Regions from separate parts of the Mus musculus genome. Here region 2 is linked to region 1. A link is a contact called in public promoter capture Hi-C data. All regions are on one chromosome and are shown on one strand. The core of a region is the stretch at or near the end of the contact, and the rest is flanking DNA. Distances in the headings are between cores, read along the strand shown.

Region 1 (6,968 bases), core at 3,531-6,030:
CTCTTTGATCTAAGAAGCAGAGAGCAGTTTTTCTTGGATACTGTTTAGAAACATAATAAAATTTCAATGTCCTTCAGCTAAAGGTCGTTTCCCAGTTGAACAATAAAGCGTGTTGTTCAAGGGCGCCACTAAATCCTTAAGCAAACAAGCACCCTGGCTAATTGTATTTTTATTGCAAACATTTAATGACCTGGAAAAACAGAGCGTCATACTCTCACTGGTGAAATAAAAACAGATTTGTTTCAGGAACAAGTGAACTCTTTGTTAACAGCACTATCTGGGTTTGGAAAGTATAAGGAATATAGAAACACAAAATCTAGTGGGCTCAGTAGTTAAGAGCGCTTATTGCTCTTGCAGAGACCCAAGTTCAATTCCCAGCACCCACATGGCAGCTCACAGTCATCTGTAACTCAGCTCCAGGGCATCTGATGCCCTTTTCTGAACTCTGAGGGTACCAGGCATGCATATGATGCACAGACACATATGCAGGCAAAACCCTAAAAGAATAAATAAATATTTATTTTATAATTTTTTTAAACTTCTCAAAAATGATGGTGATGTAAACACAGGAGCTGAGATGGGAGAGACATGTTGATGAGTCTCACTGAAGACACCCTGTGCTATTACCTTTGTTGGGCCTTACCGAAGCTCTGAAGGACCAAATGATGACATCCATTTTAAAGAAAAGAGGAAATTCACTTACTGAAGGTCTGTTGCCTATGGTTGTACACAAGCTGTTCCCTTAGCTGCAAAGGGAAGCACAGGTTCAACCATAGACGACACAGGTTCCTGGTGTTTCATGTACACTGCTTTAACCCTTACTGTGACCTTTCTGGGTAGACCAGATGGCTAGGATTTTATAGATGAGCAAACTGAACCTTGAAGAGATGGACTTGAACAAGGCTGTACCGTGGCAGGGACCACATGGGAGCGTTTCTTACCCTCTGCTCTGATGACAGCGTCTGAGAGGGGAAGTGAAATATGTTTTCCTGTTGCACACAGGATTGGACTCTCCTGCTTGGACAACTGTACAATTGTACAATTGAGTTTATATTTCTTTTTGATATCAAAGGTAATAGTTTTAGTGATTATTAACTCAGATAAGCAGGAAGCTCATTGCCCCAGTTCTTGGAAGACTGTAGAGATTTACATAGCTTAAAAAGGTCAGACCTGCCTCCAGATGCCCAGGAGAGAGAGATCTGGACGATCAGATCAGGTTGACAGTGGCTCCATTTTCTACTGTAAACAGGACCTGTTGGATGCGCGCGGCTGATCCTGGCATGCTGCTCTGCAGTCTCTGAAGTGTCTCAAGCTTAATGGAAAAAAGAATGGATATCTATCCCTCATTCCCTGTGGAGCTCTGTTCCCCAAGCACCAGATGCCTGGACTGTGGGAATGTCAACACTTAAAAGTTTCATGCAGTGTACATGAAACACCAGGTACCTGTGTCGTCTATGGTTGAACCTGTGCTTCCCTTTGCAGCTAAGGGAACAGCTTGTGTACAACCATAGGCAACAGACCTTCAGTAAGTGAATTTCCTCTTTTCTTTAAAATGGATGTCATCATTTGGTCCTTCAGAGCTTCGGTAAGGCCCAACAAAGGTAATAGCACAGGGTGTGTTCTTTCTCTCTCTCTCTCTCTCTTTCTTTCTTTCTTTCTTTCTTTCTTTCTTTCTTTCTTCCTTTCCCTTCCTTCCTTCCTTCCTTCCTTCCTTCCTTCCTTCCTTCCTTCCTTTCTCTCTCTCTCTCTCCCTTCCTTCCTTCCTCCCTCCCTCCCTCCCTCCCTTTTTTCTTTCTTTCTCTCTCTCTTTCTCTCTCTTTCTTTCTCCCTCTTTCTTTCTTTCTTTCTTTCTTTCTTTCTTTCTTTCTTTCTTTCTTTCTTTCTTTTTCTCTATCTTTTAAATTGACATAAAAGTTGTGCAGGTTTGTGGGGTGCTATGTAAATCAAGATACACGTATACATTGTGACTTTTAGGTGTTTTGATCAATGTGGATTGCTTAGAGTGTCTTATAGTCCTCGTAAATACCCTCGGCCAGTCGTGTCCTGCCATACCTACCCTTGGGCTCCTGAGGTAGAATTCATGTCCCTGATCATCTATGGTTCTCCAGTCCATTTTCTAAGTATCTACTTGGGCAACAGGCACATCCTGCCTGGCCTGTTCATGAGCCAGTCCAGATTTTAGCAAGGCCCAGGAGCCTATAGGCTGAATGTGCTCCTGAAAATCCTACACTGATGCTCTCTCTCCCTTCTTCTATTTTTTTTTTTTGTTGTTGTTTATTTGTTTTTTGAGACAGGGTTTCTCGTATAACCCGGGCTGTTCTGGAACTCACTCTGTAGAGCAGGATGGCCTCAAACTCAGAAATCCACCTCTCTCTGCCTCTGAAGTACTGGGATTAAAGGCGTGTGCCACCACTGCCCGGCTGATGCTCTCCCTTCACTATGATGGAATGGTGGGATTCAATGTTGGTGTCTTTGATTAGATTTAGATGAAGTCATGAGCGACTGGTCCCCATGATGGGATTGGGGCCTATGAGAAACTGTAAGAACACATACATCCACTCTTTCTGACCACCGTTGGATGTGATGTGGCCACCTGCAAGAGGGTTGCTGTTTGCAAACTAGAAAGAGCACCCTCACCAGATGCCGGACCTCCTGCTGAACTTCTTATTTTGACAGCTGACCTTCCCATATTTTGGAATTATAAGAAAGGAACGTTTGTCATTGAAAGCATTCATCTTAGAACTGAGATTAGTGTTACTATTTCAGTCATGATGTATTTCCCTTGAACCACTTAATTTTGAGGAATTCTCTTTTTTTTAAAAAATATTTTTTAAACTTATGTGAATACATGTGTGTCTCTGTGTGGATGTGCGCAGTTAGTGTAGATTTCCCCAAGCCAGAAGAGGATTCGATAGGACTGGACTCACAGCGGTTGTAAGTTCTTACCCCGAACTCCCACCTGGCTACTGGGAGCCTGGTCCTCTCCAAGAGCAGCAAGCACTCCTACCTGTCCTACCTGCTGAGCCTTCTCTCCAGTCCTGGACATGTCCTAATGACAACACATCTCCAAAAGATGGGGCTGGTCATGATGGCACATGCCTATCATTCTAGCCCTGGAGGCTGAGGCTGAGGCTGAGGCTGAGGCTGAGGCTGAGGCTGAGGCTGAGGCTGTGGCTGAGGTAGGACTGAGGAGTTCTAGACAACCTGGGCCATACAGGGATACCTTGCCCAAACAAAGAAACAAATGAACAAAAGCAAAACAAAATAAACCCCACAGGGTTTCTCTGTCCTGACTGGCTTCAAACTCACAACATCTACCTGCCTCTGGCTCACTAGTGCTGGGATTAAAGGCATGCATTACAAAACCTGGCTGGGATTTTGATTTCTTTGTTGAAGTTGTTGCTTGTCTAGAGAAGTGTGTTTAGTCATCAGCTCTGTACACGGGCCTATGAGGCAGGACAGCCTCAGACCAGCTTTTGTCAGAATAAGGACCTTTTGCCAGGTTACCTGCTGACTTCATCTAGGGAGGATATTAAATGTCAGTTTGGCTACACACACACACACACACACACACACACACACACACACACACACACACAAGCTTAATTTCCTGAAACCCAGCACCGCGTTTTATCTTTAAAAGCTAAGAACAAAAGCTATTGCTAGCAGGAGTTACAGGCAGGCTTGGTGGGTGAGATAGACCCCCACCTCCACCCTCTAGGGCGGATGGGATGCTGGAATCCGGTGGAAGCATGGATCACATTTAGCCAGACTCCCAGTCCAGGGACCACTGGGTTTACAGCAGGCTCCTGTAGCCTCCCAGACACCTCACTCCCACTCCCAATCCCCTTCGTGCCTGCCAGGCTGCGGCTGCAGACGAACTTTCACTACACTTTACTGGGCTTTGCAGGCAGGCAAGGAGCAGGATGAAAAGACTGAATGATTTTGGTGCTGGGATCCTTCCTCTCCATCCGCAGCAATGGACCCCATCTCCCCACAAAGGACAGGAGCGCAGTCTCAGCTGGTGGTTCTCAAATATGCTCTTTGGCCAATCAGAGCACCGCAAAGTCTGTTGCAGGCTGCGTCAAAAACATGCATGCCAGAAGCTTCATCTTCTACTAGGTTGAAGAGATGCTTGTAGCAGACTTGAGTGTTGAGGATCCACAGAGGCAGTTGGTTAAAGGAGCTGGCTGAGAAGATACACCTGGGGTGAGACGCTGAGAGAAACTACTGCAGGAGATTCTACTACCCACTCAGTGCGTGGCAGTGATGCCCGGGGAGTGGGATTTTGTTCTGCGTGGGAAGACCCCACCCCGGAGCAGAGCTCTGGGTAGGTGCTCTTGTTTACCTCCAACCCTGCAGTTCTCACTCAACGGCAAGAAAGGATGTGAACTGTTAGAGATAGGTAAGACCCAAGACGGCCGGCCTTTGGCCAGTGAACTTAGAACACAGTCGTCCTGGCTCTGGATCTGGTTCAGCATATCTGGATTGGAACCAGAAAACTGGTATCTTCTGAGGCCACGCCTCCTTGACCTCACCGCAAGCAGTTTTCCCTGGTCACTCTAAGAGTGACCACTATTGAAAGGAGCTGGGGGTGGGGTGTGTGTGTGTGTGTGTAAGTGGTCAACTTAGTCTTAGGAGTTTAATTATGGATTTTTAAAAAGAAGCTGTAAGAACTAACGGTCTAACATTTCACTTTAGTATTTAGGAAAGAGGCATAAATAGTATTGCGAAATGTTGCTTAAGGGCACCTGAAACTGGAGCTGTACCACACGGTGGCGCTGCTATCCTGAGTGTAGGCTGGGCCACTTCCTAATCTCCATGTGGCTAACAGTCTCCCCGCCGCTGGTATTCCTGACTTATTACTTACTAAGACCTATTTTCCATCTTGGCTGTCCCGGACCCAGACCTGCCGTGCTCCTGGGCCACGATCCCCAACTCTTACGTGATGGTTATGCTCTTTCTTCTGCACCTCTTAGGCCTTGTCTTTGCTCCTTTCCCAGAGTGATGGCTCTCTCCCTCCTCCCTCGGTCCCTTGCCTGGGAATTCTAAAGTCCTCCTTCTGTCTCCCTGCCCAGCCAGTGGCCACCGGCAACTTTATTTACCAATCAAAACCAATTGGGGGCAGGGTCCCTCACTATCTTATGTGCAGATTCCCATGTAATTTTGGGCACCCAATAAACACAATACAAGAGTTAGACCAAATCCACAACACTACCCAGCTGCAAACCTGTGACCCACAACAGTTGGCACATGGGTGAGATATATATAAAAATGCAATAAGTGGCATTTGCATGTTGGTGGAGTTGACATTCACTCGACAGAGGGCAACCATGCCTCGTACTGGAACTAGCTTCCCGGAACTAGCAAGGTCATAGAGCTGAGAAGAGAACGTATTACTACCACCATTGTTTTTATTTTTCAGAGACTACTTTTAATATGGGTTCTTAAACACTTTATCCTCCCTTCTAGGCTACCGCCCAGCAGAGGCAGTGGGAAAGAGAGGTTATTAGGATACGGGGAAGTCAACCTGTTTAGAAAATCAACAGTCCAGTTCACAGGTCAACATCGGCAGCTAGATACACTCGAAAACACTTCACAGATATACAGTCAGTCAGTTCAGGAGTGTTGGAATAGCAAACACAAATCAGCAGCTGTGGCATGACCTAGCAGATATAGCCAGGCCTCCGCTGACTCAGCATGAGTCAGCAGGGACACCAGGAGTTCTTTGCTGTGTCTCTCTCAACAAAGTGAAGATCTGTGAAGATACTACAAGCATTGCAAAGCTAGCTGTGCAAGCCCCCATCACTCTCCGTCGAGTCCTATTTATACTCTCTCCAAACATCATGTGTCCTCCATGGATCTTGCCTCATCACATGTCTTGCCTCAGCATGTGAGTCTGTCTTAACAAAACTCCACGTGAGTCTGGACCGGCTGACATCACTCTGCCAATCGACCCGAGTCCGGGGAAGTGGCAAGAAGCCGCCAGCACACCACCAGAGGTTTTTGGTGTGTTTCTCTCTATGGATTCATGGCAAGCAGAGCTCATCATTGCCATGTAAGGTGAACCAATACATGCCTGTCATTAGTGAAGCATCCTTCATCACGCATCCTTTCATGTGCAAAGGATGAAAAACATCCTTTCCCCTGTGTCTGCTTCAGAAAAACAGTCCTTCATGTGTTTGCCTCAGCAAAACAACAACCAACACAACTGACTTTCCAAAGAAACTGTAAGTTTCCACTTCATACCACTTTGCTAGACAAGCATAACTTCTTCCATCATTCTAAATCTTATCCTGTAGGTATCACACCTGTCAAAGGAGCCTCTCCTGGCAGCGAATGGAGACCACCACAGAAGACCACAACTGGACACAATGCAGAGACCAATAGATTGTAGGAGGCCCAGCCATGATGGAATATATCTACATCACAGCTCCTGCACCTATCTATGGCTTAGGGAACATTGTGGAAAAGGGGGCAAAGGGTTGTAAGATGCAGGATACAGAAAGTGAAACAGTCTTTTGTAGGCATGGCTGTGTAAACAAGGCCAGAGCAATGATGATATTGATGGATAGGTTAACATGGAAGGGGGAAGTTTTCATGGAGGCCCACCCCTAGACGACCTACAGGAAACTAATGACTGCTGGGAGAGAGACAATTGGCTTCTCTTAGGGATGAGCCTTTTATTGTTTGTCTAGTTCAGAGTGATCAACCTTGAGCCATATATACACCACCAAAACAAATGGACTCAGCAGGTTGTATTAAAATACATTTGTGCATACACATATACATATATGGCAATAATAAAGGAAAACAGGTTATACATTATCAACTTCAGAGGGGGGGAGGTGCATGGAAGGGCTAGAGGAAGGTGCTGGAGGCAGGAAAGAAAGTGATACGATTCTATTTCAGTTTAAAAAATACATTTAGCTGGGGCTGGAGAGATGGCTCACTGGTTAAGAGCACTG
Region 2 (6,293 bases), core at 886-3,385, 440 kb after region 1:
TCAAAAATAAAAAAGGGGGGGGGGGGGCTGGTGAGATGGCTCAGTGGGTAAGAGCACCCGACTGCTCTTCCGAAGGTCCAGAGTTCAAATCCCAGCAACCACATGGTGGCTCACAACCATCTGTAACAAGATCTGACGCCCTCTTCTGGAGTGTCTGAAGACAGCTACAGTGTACTTACATATAATAAATAAATAAATCTTTAAAAAAAAAAATAAAAAATAAATAAAAAATAAAAAGGGGAAGGGAAAGGGGGGGGGTCGATGATGTCTACAACCCAGCACTAGAGGTGCTTCCCTGGCCCCCTTAAAAAGTCAGAAAGCCATGGATCCAGTCTTCAACGTACAGAGTGCCTGTTGTCACCAAAGCTCACATTCCAGTGAGGAAGCCAGAAGGTTCTCCTCTCTCCCCAGTGAAGCTTGAGCTGTGCACACACAGACACACAGACACACAGACACACAGACACACACACACACACACAGTACTGGGGACTGCACCTAGAGTCTTGCACATTCCAGGAAGACACTACCACTGAACTATATCCCTAACCCATTTTATACTTTAAAAAAAATTTTTTAAACGATTTTTAATGTTGTTCACAGAACAAGGCTTGATTTGATTTTTATTATTTTAAAAAGCTTAATGTTTACTTCGTTTTCTGACTCTGTATTTGTGCTGTCAACACTTACACACTGGTTTTCTGCTCCTCAATAAGGAAAGAATGCCAGATCCTGTCATGGGCATATTTAGCACAGGTGGGGTCACCCATTGTTGTTGTTGTTTTAGGCAGGTTCCCTAGGACTTTAGTTCTCAGAGCACAAACTCCTCAAAGTCTGCCTGGGCACGCACCATGTGTGGATTTGGGTGCTTTTCTAAGTTTCTTGGAATAAAGATTAACAGGGGTTCTGGATAGCCATTTCTTGTTAGAGTCTGTATTACAGGGAAACCTACAATGGTATGTCAGATGCTGGGCCTAAACATTATCACTAGAGTTGGAGTGTCCCTTTTTATAAAGCATGTTAAGACAGAGTCTAGATAAGTTATCCAGGCTGGCCTTGAACTTTTGATATTCCTATCTCAGCCTCCCAAATACCTAAGGTTACATGAAGACCTGAGCTACTGTGCCCAGCTATGAAAATACTTTTGTATTCTGGGGGTCTAGTGTAGGGCCTGCCATAGGAAAGTAATGACTGATTTAATGAATGAAACGCTAAAGTGAAGCTCAAAAAATTAAATTATAATGTCCAAGAATCACTGATGGAAGGCCCCAGACTCAAATAGTGTGCAAAGGCAAAGAGCGTCTATTCTGCAGAAATTACCAGCATGCAGGGGTCACAACAAAATGGCAATGACTTGAGGGGCTTGCAAGACATCCTTTTAGGCAGGTCTAGGGGAATTTCCCAGAAGGACTAGGTAACCTCTAATATGATTGGTAAGGGTCAAAGCAGTAACATTAGTACCATTTTCATTAGGTGCTAGGTTAGTTCTATTATAATTGGTGAGACCCTGAAGATTTTTGGAAGCCAGCTCAGTTCTGGCTTTGTTATCTTCTTCAGCCAGGAGTCTCACAAGCAGACTCAGCTACAGCCTTATCCTCCCTAACTCAGGCCATCATTGGCTAAAGGTTCTTTGTCAGTGGCTCCTTCAGAGAAGCCCAGTAAGCTTCCTGGGGAATTGAAATTTTTATTCCCAAGGTTTCCAGACCTCTCGGCAAGAATGTAAAAAAAAAAAAAAGAGAGAGAGAGAGCCTAAAGCCCCATCCTCGAGCCTTAACAAGTAAGACGTATTGGGCAACTGTGGTCAGCTTTCCACTTGGAATGCTTTCACATGCGTTATCAATTGATCCTCACATGAGATTTACAAAGGCCCATTATCTGCAGCTTACAGTGGATTCGTGTCCAGATTTAAGGAGAACCCACAAGACGCTGCCTCTTACGACAAGCTAGCCCCACAGGTAAAGGCAATGCAGAGACAGGTCACATATTATGTCCCCCAAATCGTCATTATGTCTCTCACCCTAGGATCTGACCTCTAGGGCAAAGGACACAAGGGAGGGGTCCTTAATAGATTAATTATTAACTCTCTGCACCTCTGGACACCACGGGAAGGGAAAGGCCACCAACTAGCTAGGTGAGGTGCACCAGCGATGGTCATGGGGGTCTCACTGTCCCCAGCCCTGGGACGCTGGTTCCGCCATGCAATTCCCTTCGCTATCTTAACGCTGTTACTTCTTTACATCAGTATATGGTTCTTCTATGAGTGGCCCTTCCCCTTACCAGCTCAGAGAACCCAGCAGTCCGGCCTGCGGGGACTCAAACTCCCTTCTCCTTCTCCAGTCCTCGGCTCCCTGCTTAGTTTCCCGGCAGGGGTGCAGTCCTGCAATCCAGAGAGACCGCTACCTTCCCAGGTATGTTTGAGTTTTAAGGCCAGAGTCTGGGGACTCTGCAACAAAGAAACAGGGGAACCAGACTGAGAATCGAATGAAAGGAGGCTCCTCCCTCTCTGTTCCCTCCCCCCTTCAGATGTCAAGAATAACCAGGAGGAACCCCAGCTAAACCTGAGGGACATTCTTCAGGGCCCAACAGTGGCTAAGTAGGCCTAGCAGGCTAGGAACTTTTCATGTATCTCTTATATCTATCTCCCAGACTGGCCCAGCGGCCAGACCCCTAGTGGTCCCAGAGAAGGAAGAGCTTCCCTGTCTAGGGCCTCATGGGGCGCTGGGTCGCATGGTGAGCCCCTTCCTGGCCTGTATGAGCCCTGAAGGGGATGTGGCGTTGTCTCAGTATCTGGCAGGATGGAGAGAACTACTTAGGTGAGTGGTCTCCCTTCCCCAAGCCCATCTTCCTCCAAATGATTCTGTGGTTTCGCAAGTCATCTCCCCACTTCCACCACCAAACAGGTTCCTAACTCCCCTTGGCACTGTCTTCGCCTTTGCCACCAGCGAGGCCTTCAACAAGGTGACCGACCTCGAGGCTCGTGTGCACGGCCCCAATGCTTCACACTACACATCGCTGATGACTATGATCACATGGGAGCGGGGAGCAGGATTGCTACAGCGCCCGGGAACCGAACCTGGGCATTCAGCCGGGTCCTCGGGCTCTCGAACGCTACTTTTGTTGCATCGCGCGCTGCGCTGGTCCCAGCTCTGCCTCCACAGGGTGGCGACAGGGACGCTTGGAGGTCCAGATGCGGGCACGCAGTGCGGGGAAGCCTACAGCACCGCCCTGGCCCCGCACCATCCATGGCTTATCCGTCAGGCCGCTCGCCTGGCGATCTTGGCCCTCCCGAGTCGCGGTCGCCTGCTCCAGCTGGCGTGTCCCGGAACAGGAGAGGCGGACGCGCGGGTTGCTCTGGCCCGGGCCGCCGGCGTCCTGGAGGATGTGTACAATCGTACCCAGGGCCTGCTGGCCGGCCACGGCCTGCTCCAGCTGGCTTGATGGCCGCGGCATCAAGAGACCGACCAGAAAGGCATTTCTGGGAAGGGATGTACATACTCAGGGTTACCGGCGGCCTGAGAGTAGCTAGCGGTCCTCTTTAGTGAAGTCACCACAGTTAAGGCCCACCCCCAGCAGGGCAGTCTCAGTGATGTGTGAGATCCTCTCATCTTCAGCCTCTGGAAGCTGGAAGAAGCAATGAAGAATAAAGAATGCTTTAGTAGCTGTCGACATCCGGCGTTATGTATGATAACTGGAGAGCTAGCTTAAGGGCTGGGGGAGGGTGTGGGAAGACCTGTTATCCCTGCTCTTTGCATCTGAAGGACTCATATTCCCCTGAGCTCATTTCAGCTGCTCCATGGCTTCAGTTGCCAGCGCTTACCAAGTCTCAGTCCAGATCTGCCCTCCACACAGCCAACGCAGCATGTCCCGCCTGAGTGCTACTTCCCTCCACCAAAAGTACATTTATTTCTGTGTTCTGTCTCCAACCTAAAGCCCGTGCACCATGCCTCTCACCAAACAGGCACTCCACAAAGGTCTCCTTGGTCACTTCCGTACTAGTGAATGTGAAAGACATAAAGCATTTCCTAGACTAACTTAGACTAACTCCCAAACGTACCTCAAATCTACTTTTTTTCTGAACTATATATTTCTATCCATCCAGCTGGATATTTGGCATTTCCATTTGGATGTCAACTAGGCATAGCACACCTATCAGCTTCAGACTGTTTCTAATGCTTTCTTCTAAAATAGTACTTTCATAGTCACGTTAGCTCAGTAAGGAATTCTTTTGTTTGTTTGTTTGTTTGTTTTTGTTTTTTTCGAGACAGGGTTTTTCTGTGTAGCCCTGGAACTCACTCTGTAGACCAGGCTGGCCGAGAACTCAGAGATCTGCCTGCCTCTGCCTCCCAAGTGCTGGGATTAAAGGCCTGTGCCATCACTGCCAGGCAGGAATTCAATTTTTCCAGGTTCTTAGATCCAAAATCTTGTTAACGTGACTTTCCCCATACCAACATTGAATCTATGAAAATCTGACTACTCCCCACATTTCCCAAGTTTCTTTGTCTAAATCAGCTTTATGTATCATCTGGACTATCTTTGCCTTTCTTACAGTTGTACGGTCACTAAACTATAAAAGGTCATTCTTTTGTTTGTTTGCTCAGTTCTTTGTTTTTGTTTTTGAGACCAGGTTTTTTGTTTGTTTGTTTGTTTGTTTGTTTTCCTTGCGTAGCCCTGGTATCCTGGAACTTGCTTTGCAGACCAGGTTGGTCTTGAACTCACAGAGATCTGCCTGCCTCTGCCTCCTGAGTGCTGAGATTAAAGGCATGTGCTACAACTGACCAGCAAAAGGTGATTCTTTAAAATGTCAGTATTGGGGGCTAGAGAAATGGCTTAGCCAGTAAAGTACTTGAGGTGAAAAACAGGGTTAGGATCCCTTATCACCTATATAAAAGCAGTGTGGGCACCTGATGTGGTGGCTCATGCCTTTAATCCCAGCACTCGAAGGCAGAAGCAGTCAGATCTCTGTGAGTCCCAGGCCAGTCAGAGTTATGTAGTGAGTCCTTGTCTGGAAAACAAAACAAACAAAAAGCAGGGTATGCATAGCAACCTACCAGCAAAAGGAAGGTAGAGGGAGGAGGATCAGGAGTTCAAAGCCAACCTGGGCGGGCTACGTAGCAACTTGGAGACTTCATGAGATCCTATCTTTAAAAAAAAAAAAAGGGGCTGGAGAGATGGCTCAGCGGTTAAAGAGCACTGACTGCTCTTCCGAAGGTCCTGAGTTCAAATCCCAGCAACCACATGATGGCTCATCGCCATCCATAATGAGATCTGATGCCCTCCTTTGGTGTGTCTGAAGACAGCTACAGTGTACTTACATATAATAATAAATAAAATAATGAATAAAATCTTTTTTTAAAAAATCAGGAAAGCCAAGCCTGGTTGTTTGTCATCTCAGGGATTTGTAATCTCAGCTCCTTGGGAGGCTCATACAACAGTTCCACAAGCAGTGCTTCCTGCTCAGGCTACAGATAAGGACGAGGCTAGCTTTTGAAACTTTGGGAGACCTTGCCTCAAAAAAAAAAAAAAACCAAACAAACAAAAAACAAAAACAAACAAGCAAACAAAAAAACAAACAAACAAACAAAAACAAGTCAAAAGAAGCCTGGGACATCCGTGAACAACAGAGTGAAGCCTGGGACATCCGTGAACGACAGAGTGAAGCCTGGGACATTGTGAACGACAGAGTGAAGCCTGGGACATCGTGAACGACAGAGTGCTTGCCTAACATTCCTGTACAAGGTTCTGGGTTTGAACCCAGCAACAAAAGCAAAACAAAACCAAAAATCTTGGAAAATAGTGTATCGATGCAAGGATTTGGGGGCGCTACTGTAGAAACACAACCAACCAGGTGGGGGGGGGATGAATAAATTTGACTTCACCCAAATTTTAAACTTGATTTTTTTTTTAAACATTTGGTTATTTATCGGGGGGAGGGGAGGGTGACTGTCTGAAGGTCAGAAGACAACTGGCAGGTGTTGGCTTTCTCTTCCACCTAAGGGACAAGCCCCTTCACTGGCCGAGCTCTTTACTTGCCCAAAGCTGAAAACTTTTCACTCTAATCCAATGGGAGAAAAATATCTGCAAATCATATAGCCGGGGCTAGAGAGATGGCTCAGCAGTTAAGAACACTGACTGCTGATGTGTTAGAATGGCGGGTCTCGTCTCCATGGCACACTAGGCCAGAGCAATTCCATGTGGAAGCGGTTTTATGGGAAGAGAGAGACAAAAGTATTGGCAGAGAGAGAAGAGAGGGAAAGAGGAGAAAAAAAAATGAGGACAGGACGGTCTCCTTATTTGTA

Evidence for each region. Promoter capture Hi-C pulls out the DNA fragments that hold promoters and counts their contacts.
Region 2: a promoter capture Hi-C map of liver shows a contact between it and region 1, with 2.5 times the contacts expected there. The contact joins the promoter of Gltpd2 here to the enhancer-like site in region 1. A contact is called at or near these places in 9 of 39 promoter capture datasets (the 3T3-L1 cell line, cranial neural crest, embryonic stem cells and 5 more), 2 of 484 Hi-C or Micro-C datasets (cortical neurons and embryonic fibroblasts) and 1 of 115 datasets of contacts at active chromatin or transcription factors (embryonic basal ganglia).

The regions. Positions count from the first base shown.
Region 1 is chr11:70,070,076-70,077,043 of GRCm38.p6, forward strand. No RefSeq gene overlaps it. Among named protein-coding and RNA genes, the nearest start is that of Gm32946, 4.1 kb to the right of the region's middle. Within about 2 kb of position 4,781, at least 39 of the 459 cell types and tissues checked have an H3K27ac peak or open chromatin away from gene starts, as enhancers often do. A contact at or near this core is called in liver, where this site is marked.
Region 2 is chr11:70,517,074-70,523,366 of GRCm38.p6, forward strand. Gltpd2 (glycolipid transfer protein domain containing 2) reads left to right here and starts at 2,136. Exons shown (of 3, transcript NM_146020.1): 1 at 2,136-2,405; 2 at 2,644-2,810; 3 at 2,898-3,663. The coding sequence starts at 2,145. The coding sequence ends at 3,435.